Regions from separate parts of the Zea mays genome. Here region 1 is linked to region 2. The links are chromatin contacts, called in public Hi-C maps. All regions are on one chromosome and are shown on one strand. The core of a region is the stretch at or near the end of the contact, and the rest is flanking DNA. Distances in the headings are between cores, read along the strand shown. Region 1 holds the start of LOC103631944. Region 2 holds the start of LOC100383763 (Tetratricopeptide repeat (TPR)-like superfamily protein).

Region 1 (4,723 bases), core at 1,875-4,374, 260 kb after region 2:
TGCCTTGTTCTTAATTCGAAGCATTTAAGGACAAGTCCCCAACACTCTCCCATCTCTTTTTAAAGACTTGAGCTTGTGCAAACCACTCTTGTGCTTTCTTGGTGTTCTTGAAACCCTAGGTTTCAAGATCTTTTGAGGTTTCTTGGGAGTCTCCAAATTTGTGGACGACCCCAAGAAGTTTGTATCACCCACTTCTTGAGCTAAGATAAGAAGAGATTGCCTTGACCTTTGTGGTCGGCTTTTGGAGGATTAGGGTTGAAAAAGACCCGACCCTTTGTGGGCTCCTCAAAGGGGAGTAGGACACCTTTGTGGTGTGGCCAAACCTCAGATTAAATCATGTGTCTTGTGTTCTTGCTTGTCTTTAACTTAAGATATTTTTACTTGCAAGAGTGACATATAGATTTTTCCGTAGAGTATATCTAGAAGTGAAATAGCCTTTGCATACTCATCTTCTCATTCTAAATTAGTTATACTTACTTCTCAAAAGGACTCGCGAAATACTTTTTCGAGTAGATTATAGTCTAAAGTTTATAAAACAGTTGGATTGGTTCAGAGTGCTTCAACTTGCACACGTAGTTGTTGAACCGGTCTGCACCAGTCGAACTGTGTATTTAACAATCTTTCGAAATTTGTTGTGAAAATTTTCAGATTAGCCTATTCACCCCCCCTCTAGGCTACTTTCACCACCGCTGAGGCGATGCGCGCGGCGTGCCCTGACGCGGAGGCGGACACAGAGAGATCCCGCATAAAGGCCGAGCTGACGGGGCGAAGATGGCTAGCGCGGAGGCGGAGCGGCTGGCACCAACACAGATCTTTCTCGTCGTCGTAGCCCTTGGCAGGCCCCGCCGAGGCGGACACGTAAGAATCCACGCGATCCACAGGCGACGCTGGCCGGAGCCTTGGTCCCTCGACGGCCTTGCGTGTGCGGGTCAAGGTCGTTCGGGTGCGGGCGGCACAGGTGCAACAACGAGGGTGGCTTGCGGTTGCAGCGCGGGGGCGGGGCATCGATATCCTCGAGGCGGGACGCTGAGCAACGACGACGCTTGGAGTAGGGCGGCGTGGGGAGGGAGCTTGGGTTTGGCGGTGGGGACCACAATGGTGGGGTTGAGGAGGGTGAAGTCATGGTCAGTGGTGGGAATTAGGCCGGGTCGGGCCAGCCGCCAAGCCCATCGTGCTTCGTGTCAAACGGATTCTGGCTAGGAAAGCCCAAAAAAATTTTGAGCCGTGCTGTGCCAGCCCGAAGTGTAAAAACAGTGGCCCAGTCCGGCCCTAAACCACGTCGTGCCTTCGTTGGCCCGTGCTGGCCCAAGCCCGATCCGTATATTTGACCACATAAAATCAAAATATTACAACCATATAAAGTTAATAGCTTACTAAATTAAAGATATTAAACAATTCTAGCATCATTTAACGACATAAACTCCCAATATAACAACAATATAAAGTCGATATCTTACTAAATTAAAGAAATTAAACAGATTGGACTTAATTAGGCCGTGCCGGGGGCCAAACGACCGGAATTTGAGGCCCGACCTAGGCCTGTCTTCGGGCCGTGCTAGCCCGACCCATATTATTTCGTGCTGGACCTTGCTTTGGGCTTCTATTTTCGGACCGTGCTCGTGCTGGCCCAAGAAATCCGGCCTATATTCCCAACACTAGTCATGGTAGTACCGTTGTCTATACTATTGATTTAATAGATACTAGAGAAGAGATAGAGAAGAGATGGACGAGATTATTAGTGGGCTCGTCGATCACACAAACGTTCACACATGCTCGAACGATTTAGCCCAAAGCTTATCCATCGGTCCAGCCCAACACACTTACATCCTCCACAACGATGAGCCCACTAATATGGAGGAGCATTAGAGCATCTCCAAGAGACTCTTTATTTTTGACTCTCTATTTGACACTTTATTTGTCTCTCTATAAATATTAAACTCTATATATAACATCTCATTCCAATAGACTCTCCAATATACAAGTTAGCTTGGCTAGGGAGAGTTGTTAGCCAAATTTGGCTAGTGAGGGGGTTAATTTAGAGAGCCCGATAGCTTAGCAAGTTAAATGGCTAGTCTGTTGGAGAGCTATTATGCTATTAAGTAGCTAAAATTTAGCTTGACAAGTTATTTAGCTAATCTCTTGGAGATGCTCTAAGCCTACCACTAGTAGTCATCTCTAAACCCTAAACTCTAAAACCTTCTCCTACGTCAATAGTTACCTGTCAGTGCAAATCTCTTATTTAAGGACTGTTTAATAGAATAACACGTAAATCATGACGCTGTCCAACCTGATATCTTTTATGTGTGGAAATTACTGTAACAATTGATATTCTAGGATGCATTGTAGCATTTATTTAAATAGAGTACCATCAGAAAAATAATTGGAAACCTTTTTGTCCTTGCTTTTATTTGACGAGTAATGATCCTCTTTCTTTCCTTTTGCGGTCTCCTTTTTTGCAGGTTCAACAATTTTGTCAAATCATTGCTGAAACGCTATGAATGTCAAATCGTCATCACGTTCAAGATGGGGACGGGTCCTCGACAGCCGCTTCAACGCCGCTAATTGGGTCTCATCTTCAGTAGCGTCCTGCGTGGCGTGGTGGGGCGAAACAACAACAGGGTTGACGGAGGAAGATGGAGCTCGTTCGAGCAGCAGTGGCGAGCAGGCACACGTGCACCTCCACGTTAGAGTAGTTGTCCTCTGCTGGTGCCGCGACGATGTTGAGAAAATAGCGCGGCCCACCGCTGAGGCGATGCGCGTGGTGTGCCCTGACGCGGAGGCGGACACAGAGAGATCCCGCATAAAGGCCGAGCTGACGGGGCGAAGATGGCTAGCGCGGAGGCGGAGCGGCTGACCCCAGCACAGATCTTTCTCGTCGTCGTAGCCCTTGGCAGGCCCCGCCGAGGCGAACACGTAAGAATCCACGCGATCCGCAGGCGACGCTGGCCGGAGCCTTGGTCCCCCGACGGCCTTGCGTGTGCGGGTCAAGGTCGTTCGGGTGTGGGCGGCGCGGGTGCAACAACGAGGGCGGCTTGCAGTTGCGGCGCGGGGGCGGGGCATCGATATCCTCGAGGCGGGACGCTGAGCAACGACGACGCTTGGAGTAGGGCGGCGTGGAGAGGGAGCTTGGGTTTGGCAGCGAGGACCACAATGGTGGGGTTGAGGAGGGTGAAGTCATGGTTAGTGCTGGGAATTAGGTCGGGTCGGGCCAGCCCGGCCCAAGCCCATCGTGCTTCGTGTCAAATGGATTCGGGCCAAGAAAGCCCCAAAAAAATTTGAGCCATGCCGTGCTAGCCCGAAGTGTAAAAACAGTGGCCCAGTCCGGCCCTAAACCACGTCGTGCCTTCGTTGGCCCGTGCCGGCCCAAGCCCGATCCGTATATTTGACCACATAAAATCAAAATATTACAACCATATAAAATTAATAGCTTACTAAATTAAAGATATTAAACAATTCTAGCATCATTTAACGACATAAACTCCCAATATAACAACAATATAAAGTCGATATCTTACTAAATTAAAGAAATTAAACAGATTGGGCTTAATTGGGCCGTGCCGGCCCAAGCCCTGCCCATCTATACGGGCCGTGCCGGGGGCCAGATGACCGGAATTTGAGGCCCGACCTAGGCCTGTCTTCGGACCGTGCTAGCCCGACACATATTATTTCGTGCTGAACCTTGCTTTGGGCTCCTATTTTCGAACCGTGCTCGTGTTGGCCCAAAAAACCCGGCCTATATTTCCAGCATGCCGTTGTCTATACTATTGATTTGATAGATAGCAGAGAAGAGATGGACGAGATTATTAGTGGGCTCGTCGATCACGCAAACGTTCACACATGCTCGAACGATTTAGCCCAAAGCTTATCCATCGGTCCAGCCCAACACACTTACATCCTCCACAACGATCACCCCAATCCATTCTCTCCTCACACGGGCGCGACCCAAAACCCCATTCATCCCCTCCTCCGGTCTCGACTGCCATGGCCGCCGGGCGGGCCTTCCTTGGCGCGCCGTGCTCCTCCCTCGCCGCCGGCGCCCGTTGCCTTGCCTTCGCTTCCCCTTTGCCCCGGAACCTCACCCCCGCGCTCCGCTGCGGCGTTCGCGGTCGCTGCATCGCCTCCGCCTCCTCGTCCCCTGACTCGCCCCCCTTGCCGGAGCCCTACGTGCTCACCACTCCTCTCTACTACGTCAACGCTCCGCCGCATATGGGAAGCGCCTACACCACCATCGCAGCGGACGCCATCGCCCGCTTCCAGGCAAGCCTCCACCCACGATTGCAGCGGCTGTATTTTTGAACAGTTAGTTGTCGAACCTACAAAAGCAAATTGCACATGCCCGGGTTGCACGAGATCCACTGCAGCACTAATCTTACCAACATGGGGTCAAACATTTTGTCAAGTGGCTGTTGTGCACTTGTACTGCTGTCAGAAACGTGTGGTGCGGTGTACCGTTGGATGATCAGGTGGTGATGCACCACTTAGTTGCACATGCATTGCACGAGAAAAGGGGTTGCATATTTTCCATAACCTGAATTAGTTCATAACTTCATACTACGCCACTTTCTAGTCGTGCCCTTGGTGAAGTTGCTAATTGCTTGGTGTGTGAATTTTACATGTATCTTTTCTTTTTCAATTGAATGATTGGGTGCCTAAGTTTTGACTATATGAACTATTCGGAGTAGTATGTTTGATTTCAGTTGTTTGACTCTTATTATCAAACAGT
Region 2 (4,630 bases), core at 1,597-4,096:
CATCAGAGGAGGGGAAGTAAGCGGTCCGGATCCCAGCCCTCCTCTGGAACGAACCAAACAGCCTAGACCAGGGAGGAGGAAGATGGAGATTCATGGAAAAGGGAGAAAAGGTAGCAAAGGATCGGCTCCTCTCCTCTGACCCTGTCCAGCTGTCCCGGTCCCTGTTCATGCTACAGTGCTGGTATAAGCTCTGGCTGCGTCTGCTAGTATAGGAGAGCAAAATACAATCCAATCCAATTCTATGCAGTAAGCGCTACCTACAAGCCACTCCTACAAACGAGCTTCTGTTTCTTCGGGGGGAAAACCCCCCAGATTAATACTAATATGCAGAGAGAGAGAGGCGAAAGAAAGAAAGAAAGCAAGCAAGCTGCCGTCTTGTACTCACATCGCATTGGGCCTGGACGTCGGGCGTGTTGAACATGCAGAAGATGCCGGCGCAGCCCCGCACGGCGTCGGCGATGGCATGGTGCCAAGCGGTTAAAAGACCGCGCAGCCTCCCTCCACCTCCCACGGCTCCACCACCACCTCTTGCTGTTCTTCCTCCCCACTTTCCCCACAAAAACCATCGCCAAACCAAAACCCACACGCATCCAGAGGCAAAGCTGGACAAGAAAAGCGCTAGGCCGACAGAGAGTCCGTTCCTGTTCTGCCTGGCGCCATGATCATCAAGACCCTGAAGGCGCCCATCCTGCGCGCGCTGAAGCCGTCGTCACTCCCGGCAGCGGGCGACGGCGCGCGCTCCCCGACCAAGCCGGCGCACCAGTGCCACGACGGCGACGTGCTGTCCAACGACGCGTCCTTCTTCGACGCGCGGGAGCCGCTGGACGCGTGGGAGCTGGTGGACGACGGGGCGCGCCGTCGGCCGGCGACCCGCTACTGGGGTTCCCCGCCGTCGGGGGGAGGGCGTGGTGCTGTACACGACGACGCTGCGTTCCAGGAGCCGTGCTGGCGTGGACTGCAACGGCGTGCGCGCGTTGCTGGAGAGCCTGGGCGCGTCGTTCCAGGAGCGCGACGTGTCCATGGACCGCGGCCTGCTGCCGTTCCAGGAGCGCGACGTGTCCATGGACCGCGGCCTGCGCGACCAGCTGTGTGCCGCGGCCGAGGAGAAGGTTGTGCCGCCGCGCCTGTTCAAGCAGTAACAACACAAATACACTCTTTGCTTAATATGTAGCAAAGAGCCAGCTCCATCGGTGTGAGGCATCCTGTTTCCGTGAGAACCCTCTTTGCATTTGTGATGGAACATGGAACACTGTTTTCTTGATACAAACGTACTAAATAAGGAGAGGTTACCTTGATGCTGGAAGGAGAGAGGCGGATGGTCTGACCGACGCCGCTAAGAGCACACTGCACAAACCCGGAGCCAAGTATGGTTCGTGAGCACGAGCCCACTTTCCTCATGCCATCCTCTGAGGAGAACGTGGGACCCAGCCCGAGAAGGATCACGCGCTGGGCGACCGGAACCACCTCTCACCGGGGGGGACACATTGGGATGGGTGGGGGCCTTACCACGTGCGGCGGACGGAGGTCGCCGAGGCCTGCCAATGGGCACGACGACGGGGTGACAAGGACCGGCGGCGAGGGTTAGGGTTTGAGAGCAGTCAAGTGCGGAAGGACGGACGGGCGGTGGGGGGAGCTAGGTCTGAACCGAATAGGGCCATGAGACGGCGGAGGATCTCCTCTGCAAACACGCACAGTGCGATGGGCAGGAACTTACCTCGCGCGGCGACGGACGGTGATTTGGGCTTGGGAGTCGCTCATCTCGCCCGACAGCCGCCTCCCCTCTCCTTCCTTTCTCCTTCCTCCCACGCAACCGGTGCTGTGGGGCGGGGCGCGGTGATTTTGGCTTGGGGGGCGGAGGGAGAGCCGGAGAGGGAGGGAGCACCGGCCAGGCCAGAGGGCGAGGGGGGTGAGGCGATGCGAGGAGGACGACATCGTGGGTGGCCAAGGAGGACTGAGGCGGTGTCGGTTGCAGCTGCGAGGGAGGCGGGGAGGGGAGGGCGGTCGAGCAAACGAACGGTGCAGCGGGCGCGAGGGTGATGCTCGACGAACGGACGGCTTAGATTGGCTGAAGGCAGAACGCAAGGGGGCAGCCTACCCCTTGCAGCCTTAATAGGTAGTATAGATATCTGTACATTGCCATTGTACCATATGTTTTGGTGAATCTCGTCTAACCTCGAGTACCCTTGAAATCTTTCCAGCAAACATCGGGACTCATGATGACAATGAAGGATGTGATGGGTTTGTGTCTGTTAGCCATATAAGGTTGCACGTTAAGCATGCCCCTGACTTGCCGGACGAGCAGCAAGACTTCGGGATCTTGATTGGCTAAGGCACTAAGAATAGAATAGCTTTTCCAGAAAAGAGAGACAACAACGGACACTGTACTATGTAGTGGTGAAATAGCTAGATTAAGATAATAAAATTTATATATGACTAGGATCATAAATGGATTACGAAACATTTTTATCATAACAATATAACACACGTTTATACATAAATTATTATAGTATTATATATTCCCGTTGCAACGCACGGACACTCACCTAGTATATATATAAATGTAGCAATTAGCAATGTACGCAGCACGAGCACTATAAAGCCACCAATTCTTCGGCTTTAACGGTGAAGCTATTTTTATAGAAATCCAACTAAATTGGGCCTTATTCAGGGTCCTGACGTCCGGAGGTAGCAAATTAGTACTTGGACCTAGGCGGCGTAACTTGGTCCAACGCCCACAGCCCATGGGCTAGCTAACCCTTCGCGTGCGACGTCGGCTTGCCAGCCGCAGGCCCTCGGGCTCTCTTTACCCATCTCCAGTCCTCCAACCCCAATCCTCTCCTTTCCATCCACGCCGCTGCGCTTCCGATGCAACCCTAACCACCTCATCGCCGGCACGATCTTCCCCGCCCCCACTCCCCGGCTATTGCCTCTGATTGGCGGCTCTCCGGTGCGTGCCCCCTTGCTCTCCCTATCACCTTTACACGCCCCCTTCCACTCTTGCGCGTTAATTTCACCTACCGCTTTTTGTCTGTTCGCCTTAGGGATTCACGTTGGTCCGGGGTACGGCTCCTGCGATTTTCACGCAATGGAGCAAGATCAGAGCGTGGTTGTCGGCAGCGCGGACTCTGGTGCTGCGGCTTTTGGTTTTGCGACTGGCAACCCCCCTAGCTTGGCTGTGACCGGCGGAAGCGCCGTGGCCCCCGACGGTGGAGCTCAGGCAGCTGATGCCTCTGCGTACCAGGCCGAGCACACGGCGTTGAATGGGACTGTCGGCGATATGGGTAATTACCCATCTACAGGAGCTGCAGAGAACGGCGAAGCCGTCCCCAACGAGACGGGCGAGCCGGTTCCTGAGCTATCGTACGAAGAAGGTAATATTGGGCTTGCAGGCTCGCCTAATCTGGTACCCTACCTTCTGTTTGCTCTTAACGTCCCGCTTTCTTATGCAGCCGTGCTTTCAGCAGAAGAGGCTAGGTTATGGAGTGTTGTTACCGCGAATTCCTTAGATTTTAATGCCTGGACCGCACTTATTGAGGAAACAGAGAAAAATGCTGAGGTAATGTTTGGTTAGCTACTTGCCGATATAAACATTCTCGTAACGTTCTTTGTGCAGCTAGCTATCTGTAAATGAGCTGATTTCGATAGCAGCTTGTAATTATAAGCTATTTGTCAATCTGCAATTGTTTGCCCATGGCTTTGATTTGGGGCATATTGTAATGGTGCATTTATTTTTGTTATATGATCAGTTACTTCCTTGTTCTTCTGTCTCTATCCTGCTAGTGGACTATGGTTCCTCTTGTTGCCTACAGTCAACTTGAAGTGTTTATGCATCTAATGCTTTAATTTTCCCTTCTGTATCCTTTAGTGTCCTTCACTATTTTGTGTTTCTAATAAAGTATACTTAATTTGAATCCGATCTGATTACCAGTCATAAGAATCAGAACTCTTGATACGATGATAATATTTATCCTAAATGCTAATGCATACTTCTGTATATTCTTGTCCAGAACAATATTTTGAAGATACGGAAAGTGTATGATTCGTTTCTTGCGGAATTCCCTCTTTGCTTTGGGTATTGGAAGAAATATGCTGACCATGAAGCGAGACTTGATGGTGTGAGTAAAGTTATAGAGGTGTATGAACGAGCAGTTCTCGCAGTTACTTATTCAGTGGACATTTGGTATAACTATTGTCAGTTTGCAATTTCAACATATGATGATTCAGATATCATACGAAGGTAGCAAATTAGCAATCCATACGCAATATGCTTGTTCCAATGAAACTTCTGTACCTAGGGTCTGTCTTCTGATTATTTGAAATGACTGGGCATTTGAAATCTATATTATTATACATAAATTCTTGATTAAGCTCTTATCATAGCTCAATGCCCACTTCTGCACTTTGTGTGGCAGCATAGTCTATCTGAGATTGGATATGTAAAAATGTATCTATGTTATTGGAGTGGTTGTATGCCTCTGAGTTGCAACAGGCCAATGGTTAATCCTATACTTACCTTTAGGGGCTAAACATAATGTATTTTTTTGGCCTTTTGTGAACTCAGTCTTGATGTAGTCACTTCTTTTGAGCCTATGTCAGTTCATACTCCATACAAAAGCTTTTATATGAGTGA

Evidence for each region. A called contact is a pair of places that touch in the nucleus more often than the background predicts.
Region 1: a Hi-C map of leaf shows a contact between it and region 2, with 4 times the contacts expected there. The contact joins the promoter of LOC103631944 here to the promoter of LOC100383763 in region 2. A contact is called at or near these places in 6 of 25 Hi-C or Micro-C datasets (ear, endosperm, leaf and 1 more).

The regions. Positions count from the first base shown.
Region 1 is chr1:21,034,176-21,038,898 of Zm-B73-REFERENCE-NAM-5.0, forward strand. LOC103631944 reads right to left here and starts at 3,125. Exons shown (of 1, transcript XM_008653798.3): 1 at 2,274-3,125. The coding sequence starts at 3,060. The coding sequence ends at 2,479. LOC103631953 (methionine--tRNA ligase, chloroplastic/mitochondrial) reads left to right here and starts at 3,839. Exons shown (of 12, transcript XM_008653808.3): 1 at 3,839-4,257. The coding sequence starts at 3,982.
Region 2 is chr1:20,778,874-20,783,503 of Zm-B73-REFERENCE-NAM-5.0, forward strand. LOC100383763 (Tetratricopeptide repeat (TPR)-like superfamily protein) reads left to right here and starts at 2,847. Exons shown (of 14, transcript NM_001362135.1): 1 at 2,847-2,947; 2 at 3,042-3,371; 3 at 3,450-3,556; 4 at 4,008-4,237. The coding sequence starts at 3,086.